3 separate regions of the Gossypium hirsutum genome follow, and all the other regions are linked to region 3. The links are chromatin contacts, called in public Hi-C maps. All regions are on one chromosome and are shown on one strand. The core of a region is the stretch at or near the end of the contact, and the rest is flanking DNA. Distances in the headings are between cores, read along the strand shown. Region 1 holds the start of LOC107959405 (protein PHLOEM PROTEIN 2-LIKE A10-like). Region 2 has its middle 11 kb from the start of LOC121210269. Region 3 holds the start of LOC107899164 (DEAD-box ATP-dependent RNA helicase 16).

Region 1 (2,700 bases), core at 144-2,643, 340 kb before region 3:
CAATAAACAGAAATGCCCAACAATTCGAATAAACCAAGCTTAGTTTTCTAACCCTAAATTGCCCTAAAATAATCGGATCAACCAGTTGACCAATTTTTTTTCGAAAACTCATTTTTTTCACAACCCCTTTCTAGTGAAATACAAGCAGAGAAGTAAAGAGATGAAATTCTCACAATGGAGGTGAGATTGAGGGAAATAATAACCTTACTCGTCTCAACTTTGGGGATGCTTTTTATAATGTCGAGATCTCTGTCGATGATGGTCGTGGGATGAGAATAACTAAACGAGAACTAGGAGACAGGGTTGGGGTGTGGTGGCTTGAGGTGTTTGCTGAGGGAGAGTGGTAAAGGGCAAGAATGGGAGGTTATGTTTTTTTTCTTATTCGGTGGAGGCTCTGTATTGCTATTCTTTAAATCAGGTGGGGAATGGCTATTACGGGAAGAGGCGGAATGGGAGATGAATGAAATTCTGTCGAATGGAGGATTCAGTGAACCAAACTAATGAATAGCTGCTTATCACCGAATCATCCAGGAATAGTTTGGCTATTCATGCCAACCAAACGTGTTGTAAATTTTCTGGTGGTCGTTGAAACTTAAGAACTTCAAAAACCTAATAATGAATGCTTGAATTTGCTTATCATTCCTCTCTTTCCTTTTTTTTTTTTGCATAAATAAATATTATATGCAAATCAAATATTATCCCTGCGACAGACTGCTCTATTATTCTGCAACTGCTTTGACGTCTTTGCATTCTACAATATAGTTTAAGTTTGATCTTGTTTCTGTTTTTATCTCTTCCTTTTCATGTTCTTTGTACTTGTAATAACCATTTACCTTAGATTGAAAAAAAAAAACTTTGCTTATTTTCTTTTATATATGTGGGTTAGAAGACTTCATTTGAAGGAAGAGGGAGACTTCATTTGAGTTTGAGGTGAGTTTTCTTGGCTTTTTTCGAAGAGTTTTGTCTTAGCAACTTATGGAGCTGTAATTGGCTTTAAAGGGTTTGGATTTTTCCCAAAAGAAGAAGAAATGGGTTGCTTTAATGGCGATTTTTGGTTTAACCAGTTATGGTTTCTATAGAGTTTATCACTTTCCTGCTATAACTCAAAAGAGAAACAGAGTTTTAAAGCTTTTAGGAGCTTTGGTTTCCATTACTTAAGCCATCTCTGATTGTGCTAAAATAATAAGAGTTGTTTCTAATGATTTGAATGGTTTTCTCCTATCAAAATTAGACCAAATTCCTAATACTTTGAAACAAGTTTCGAAAATCACCAAGTCCAATGAATTTTCACAGTCCATAGCAAGGGTTACACAAGGCCTGACTGTGGGAATTTTACGTGGTTATCAATCGGAGGCAAGAAGTGGTGATACCTTAAATGCCAAATCTCGTTCAATGGATCAAGTTATGGATAAGCTTTTTACTGAAGCTGGTGCTGGTTTTGCTTCCGCTGTTGTTGAAAGCTTTGCTAGGAATTTGGTCATGGCAGCATGTAAAGAACTGCAATCTAAAGGAGATTCGAACTCAAAATTGACTCCGTGCTGGCTGAATTTGGTGTGTGGTGATGAGTTTAGGGAGCTGATTGGTGATTGTATTCAAGTTTTTGTTAACTCTATGGTGGGCGTTTATCTTGAAATGACTAAAGATGTCAACACTTTTGATGAGCTCTTTGCAGGGTTGACTAACCCCGACCATGCAACACAACTGAGGAACTTGTTGATCACTACTTCTAATGGTGCAATGGAGGCTCTTGTCAAAATATCTCATCAAGTTTTGACAAATTCTAATAGTTCAAAGGACTCACCTGATGATGTCAATGATGATGATGATGATGATGGGTGGGTTAGAAAAGTGTCATCAACTTTATCAGAGCCAAGAAATGAGAAATTTGTTGTTGATATGAGTGGAAGGATTGCATTCGAAATAGTTAGCATTCCTTGAAGTTTTGTTGGAGATGGTATGTCAAGACATGAAAAAATGTGTCAAGGTTGCTCAAGAAGCTATCGTTGAAGGTGGTCTTGAGATAGTGAGATATGTTAGTGCAAAGTCTTCAGTTTTTGCCACCATATGTCTGTCTCTGTGCTTGCACATTCTTGGTGGTGTTTGGATCTTGGTGCTAGCACAAGTTGTTTCACAAAGTCATGTCATCCTATAGTTTTCACCAACGCCTCCATGTGTTCATTTCTTCGCTCTATGTTAAGTTGCTTTCATGAATAAAATGCATGTTGGAATTTGTAATAATTAATCTTTAGCTTCATTACTTGTATATATTTGGCATTTATAAAATCTTTGTATTTACAAGTATTTTAAGCCTATGGAGTCGATTCAATTTAGTTTTCATTCTCGAATAAGAGTAATAGTTGTTTAGCTCATGCCTAATCTGCAACAATTGTATAGTAAGCTTCAACGTGGTGCTTCTGCTATGGCCTACAACTCTACTACTCTAGTGCTAATGAAGTGCCTTTAATGGCTCACATTTACTTCTGCAACCAGAAAGAAGCATTTTAATCCATGCCATACGTCGACTGCAAATTTGCTACATTTCATTGAATGTTGCCAGCGGAACAGTACTAACTGGTATAAATGCAAACCGTCTTTTGTTCGTTTTTTTCTTTTTGAAATTTTCTCTTACATGTATTTCCGGTTGACTTTAGTTGCTTATTTGCATCATGCACATATTCATATTGGATGCACACTCAACAC
Region 2 (2,700 bases), core at 27-2,526, 270 kb before region 3:
CCTGGGGTCGCATACAGTTTCATCTTTGCCAAAGCATCCGCTGCCCTGTTAGCTTCACGATTAACATACTTGAAGGTGACTATCCAAGATCTAGTTTGGAGTGTCCTAATGCGCCTCACCAGTGCCTCATCTTCCCCATTCGGTCGTTTATGAATTAAACTAATGAGCATCAAGTTATCACTTTCGGCTTCCACTCGTCTAAACCCCATATTACAAGCTAGTTCTAAACCATCCACAAGTCCCCACGCTTCAGCCCGAAGAATGGTACAAATACTAAGCTGTCGACAGTTACCCCTTATCCACCTTCCATTACAATCTCAAATTAATCCCCCAGCGGCCGTTTTGCCATCCGATTCAAGAAAAGAAGCATCCACGTTTAACTTGATCCACCCCACCTCCTGCCTGCACCAGGATAGTTGTCGTTGTAAAGACAAAAGAGCAGCCTCCTTTTGCATATTGGCATGCATAATATGTTTAGACCAAGCTAAACTCTCTATCAGTACATCTTTAGTGTTCGTACAAGCATTTCCAAAAACAAAATCATTCCTATTTTTTCAGATTCTCCAACAGACCACTGGAAATAAGATCTCCGAATTACTAACCTGAGTATTGATAGCACCGTGGTTACACAGAGTACTTACCAACCAACATTCAAGAGAATGGGAGAAGAACCAAGTGTGAAGATGGGGGGAGAGATGAGACTTCTCCAAACTGTTTTCGCGATCCAACAGTCTCTAATAGCATGTATATTCGACTCCACAACCTGCCCGAACACCAGACAACAACTATCATCTAACATAACTCGCTTACATCTACCTTCGTTTGTGGGAAGTCGATTATTCGCAAGTAACCATACAAATTGCTTAACCCTCTTAAGGAGTTTCCCTTTTCCAAATTAGCTTCCACTTATCATCTCTTGGGCACCAGCTGGGACTCACAATGTGGTCATACGCCTTATCTTTAGAAAACTTGCCACCAACTGTCCACCTCCAGGCTAGTCGATCATAACCATCATCATCTGATGGCGGTTTTATAGCAGCTATCTTCAAGACAACTTACCTAGGAAGAACATTCGCAAACTCTCCCCACAACCAATGACCATCTTCCGTAACCATGACTCGTACCATCACATCCGTGAGATTCAAAGTACTAGAAGAGACATAGTTACAAAGGGGATTTAAAGCCGGGATCCAAGGGTAATACCAAAAGCTCACGGTCCACCCACTACCAAGGGACTAGTACACACCATCAATCAGCTCCTTCCAGATATTCGACAAAGCCCTCCAAAGAAGGGGACCATTCGCTAGAGCGATATTCAAAGGCCTTCGACCAAGAACACCATATTTATTTCGGAGGACCCGAACCCACATAGTATAAACATTTGCAATAATACTAAAAACCAATTTAGTAAAAAGGCTTTATTTTGAACAGCAATTTTTCGCAAACCTAGCCCTCCATCACCAAGCTCCATACAACATTTGTCACAACTAACCAAAGCAGGTTTATGCGTGGTGTTAGAAGAGCCCCAAATAAAGCCTCTCACCAATTTTCAATTTCCTTGCCAACACTTATAGGTAGACAAGTCATTAGAATATGAAAAATATTAAACTTTTTAATGATATTATATATGTAAAAAAAACAAAGTAGTTCCCATTTTAAATTGATTGCTAGTAATTTTGAGGGTATGGGTCGAAGTTTTGCATTATGATGGTAATTGCCTTTTTAACTTAATTTTATTAATGAATGTTGACCTCATTATTGAAAATAATTGTATGTAATACATGTGATTTGTAAAAAAGAAAAAGAAACAAGTACAATTAATGGGTAATTGTGTAATTTCAAGTATTAATAATTTTTAATTTCCACTATCAATAAATTAAAAAAAATGTTATATGTGGAAATTAAGTGGATAATTTCAAATATGCAATCTAGAATTATCATCTGTACAAATAAGAATTCCCTTTGTTATATGATTTTATCTGTTCTTTTTTTACACAATACCTAAAATTATCTATAGTTTCTTCCCAACCCATAAATAGGAGGATAATGTATTTCAGTGCACTCTAACTCATGTTCTCCTGTATTGGTAATAATGTTCATAACAATCAAATTAAGACACAATCAGCATGTTTTATTATTATTATTTTTTCACTAGAAGCTCATCTAATGAATTAAAAATAATTTGTAGGATGAATAAAAAAGTTATTGTATTCAGTAATTAACTAATTTCCTTTTCATGATCTGTTTATAAATATAAATTCAATAATCTAATAACTGGAGACTGGTATTAAAAAAAATCAAAGGTTGAAAAATACATAATTTAAACATAGGAAATCAAAGCTAATGAGAATAATGCAACTGTAAAAGGTTATATGTTGCAAATTTATCTTCTTTGATAAAAAAAAAGTATATATAAGATTGAATAAAAAATGTGAGTAAGTAAATTAGGATTAAAATACCATGAATCTAATTTACTCTTCTGTAATGTGTTTATTGACTACACACAAATACTATTTATAGGTGCATAAGTAGGAAGAAAAAAAGGACAGCATTGAATAGTAATTTATTTTATTATGTTTAAAATTTACCAAAAACATTAATTTTTGTGTAAAATAAATCCCATATATAACCAAATTATCTTCAATTGCTGTAAAATTAAGCAAATCATTGCTAAACTTGACATTAATTAAGCAATTAACC
Region 3 (2,700 bases), core at 3-2,502:
GGAAAGTGGAGATTCTAACATCAAATCTAATAATTAAAGGCGTTAATTGGGGGATTAGTCAAAAAGATTCTATTTCTGCTTCTGTGAAAGACAAAGGAAAGGCTATTGTTAATATAGGCCCAATAAAACTTGGGGCTATGATCCAAAGCAATGACGAGTTTGATGAGGAGATGGTAGCCTATGAAGAAGTTAATAGTCCAATAATGCACAGTGATGGACTCAAAAGACCCTGAATTCACCATATTTTTTCATGAGTTTCTGATTCTGATTCGAATGAAACTCTTGTTACTTCTTTGCAAGTACACAATAAGTCAAGATCGGCAGGCCTTACTAAACAGGCCAGCCGGGAGCAATGAAGCTCCTAATCTAGAATGTTCGAGGCTTGGGGAGGCCCCGAACTGTCAATCGTCTCCGGCATAGGCTGAGAGATATAAGTCCCACGGTGGTGCTTTTAATTGAGACAAAACTTCAAGGTTATTAGATGGAGAAGGTCAGACATAAGTGCGGCTTTTTTAATGGAATTGATGTCGATTTAAATGGTAGAAGTGGGGGTTTATCGTTAGGCTGGAATAATGATTGCAAAATCTCCTTCACTCTTTTTCAAGTAGGCACATTGATGTTATGATTGATGAGGACTCAAAGGGGAAAACTTAGAAATGTACGGGGTTTTACGGAGCACCAGAGGAAAATTTGCGAGAAACATCTTAGAATTTGCTACGTACTTTGAATGATTCCCCACAGATTCTTTGGGTTGTTATTGGAGATTTCAATGAAATTGTATATTCATTTGAGAAGAAAGGGGGGCGACCAAGGAGAGAAAGACAAATGTGTAGATTTTGGGAAGTTATGAATGACTGTTCTCTCACTGATATTGGTTTCAATGGTCAGTGGTTTACTTGGAAAAAATGATGCACAAGAATTAATAATATTCGGGAATGCCTTGATAGAGGTATTGCAAATCATCCTTGATGGGATTTATTTTCTAATTTTAAATTAAGTCATCTGTCTCATGCATTTTTAGACCGTTGCCCTCTGTTGTTTAATTCAAATTTTAGGAATCAACATTCGAAGCAGTGGCAGTTTAGATTTGAAGCTCCGTGGTTGCTGGAGGACTTGAGTAAATTGGGGATGTGAAGAATTTGGGCTGAGAGTGTGAGGACTGTTTCAAATAAGATAAAGGCTATGGGTATGGGCCTTGAGGAATGGTTCAGAGGAATTAAAAAAAAGAAGTCTATCACGAAAAAATAGTTGGAAAAATAGTTGCTTCAACTAAATGAAGAAGTCCCTACGGATGAGATTTTGGTGGAAATTGTAGAGACCAAGCTGTAGGTTAATATGGAGGCAGATAGGGAGGAGCTTTATTAGGAACAGAGAGATAGAGTGAATTGGCTGAAAAATAGGGATAGGAATACCCATTTTTTCCACCAATCGGCAACGAATCGACATAGGAGGAATAATGTGAAAGAGTTAGTGGATGGCGAGGGTAATACCCATGCGAGCTATGCTGCTTTATTACGGCCGTCCACTGATTATTCTACTTCTCTTTTTATAGCGAAAAGTGTTGGAGGTCCAAGCTTAATTTTGGAAGGTGTTGAAGCCATGTATTTCTCAGCAGATGAACGTGGACCTTGAGAAGAATTTTACATATGAAGAGGTGTGTTCGGATTTTAAAGCCATGAGCCTGCTAAAAGCTTTTAGCGAAGATGGGATAGGGGTGATTTTCTACCAAAGGTTTTGGCATATCATGGGCAAAGATGTGGTTGATTTCTTTATTGAGACGTTGTAGGGTTTGCATAATATGGATGAAATTAACAACATAAGACTTGTTTTAATTCCCAATGTCAGTTCTCCTTGGTGCATGACTCAATTTAGACCTACTAGTCTTTGTAATATTTTATATAAAATTATTTCAAAGATGCTGGTGAATAGGTTTCAAAAGATTCTCCATTTGTATATTGATGAAGCACAAAGTGCTTTTGTCCCGTGAAGACTCATTACGGATAATATCATAGCTGCATATGAAACTTTACATTCTATGAAGAGAAAACAAATAGGGAGAAAGGGGTCATTTGTTTTAAAACTTGATACGAGTAAAACTTATAATCGGATTAAATGGAATTTTATGCATGTTATGCTTCGAAGGATGGGTTTTCGGATAGGTGGATTGAGAAAGTTAAAATTTGTGTGACATCGGTCTCGTATTTTGTGGTTATGAATGGGGAGGTGGGGGATTCATATTTCCCGTCTCGAGGCATTCACTAAGGGGACCCTATTAGTCCTTATTTATTCCTTATATGTGGTGAAGGCTTGTCGACTTTTCTTAGAATGGCTACTACAAGGGGAGTTCTTAATGGCTTTCGGGTTAGTAGGCAAGCACCATGAATCACCCATTTATTTTTTACAGATGATAGCCTTACTTTTGGAATGCGTCTGTCAATGAAGCAATGGTTATCAAAGATATTTTAGAGGTTTATGCCAACTGTTCTGGCCAAGAAGTCAACTTCGACAAGTCAGGGATCTTTTTCAGTTCCAATGTCGATCAGTTTAACAAAGAGGAGGTTTGTAGGGTTTGGGGGGTTAATCGGAATCTAAATATGGATAAATACCTTGGTCTCTCTTCAATGGTGGGGCATAACAAATAGAGAGCTTTTAAGGAACTTAAAGAAACGCTAATTAAAAGAGTCTCAAGTTGGACCTCGA

What was found. A called contact is a pair of places that touch in the nucleus more often than the background predicts.
Region 1: a contact with region 3 is called in a Hi-C map of leaf, with 1.7 times the contacts expected there. The contact joins the promoter of LOC107959405 here to the promoter of LOC107899164 in region 3. A contact is called at or near these places in 2 of 34 Hi-C or Micro-C datasets (callus and leaf).
Region 2: a Hi-C map of leaf shows a contact between it and region 3, with 2.2 times the contacts expected there. The contact joins the enhancer-like site here to the promoter of LOC107899164 in region 3. A contact is called at or near these places in 2 of 34 Hi-C or Micro-C datasets (both in leaf).

What each region holds. Positions count from the first base shown.
Region 1 is chrA11:61,226,697-61,229,396 of Gossypium_hirsutum_v2.1, reverse strand. It overlaps LOC107959405 (protein PHLOEM PROTEIN 2-LIKE A10-like), which reads left to right and starts at 1,393. Exons shown (of 1, transcript XM_016895466.1): 1 at 1,393-1,938. The coding sequence starts at 1,393. The coding sequence ends at 1,938.
Region 2 is chrA11:61,164,182-61,166,881 of Gossypium_hirsutum_v2.1, reverse strand. No RefSeq gene overlaps it. Among protein-coding and RNA genes, the nearest start is that of LOC121210269, 11 kb to the left of the region's middle. Within about 2 kb of position 1,276, at least 2 of the 9 cell types and tissues checked have an H3K27ac peak or open chromatin away from gene starts, as enhancers often do. A contact at or near this core is called in leaf, where this site is marked.
Region 3 is chrA11:60,891,433-60,894,132 of Gossypium_hirsutum_v2.1, reverse strand. It overlaps LOC107899164 (DEAD-box ATP-dependent RNA helicase 16), which reads left to right and starts at 1,252. Exons shown (of 15, transcript XM_016824795.2): 1 at 1,252-2,700.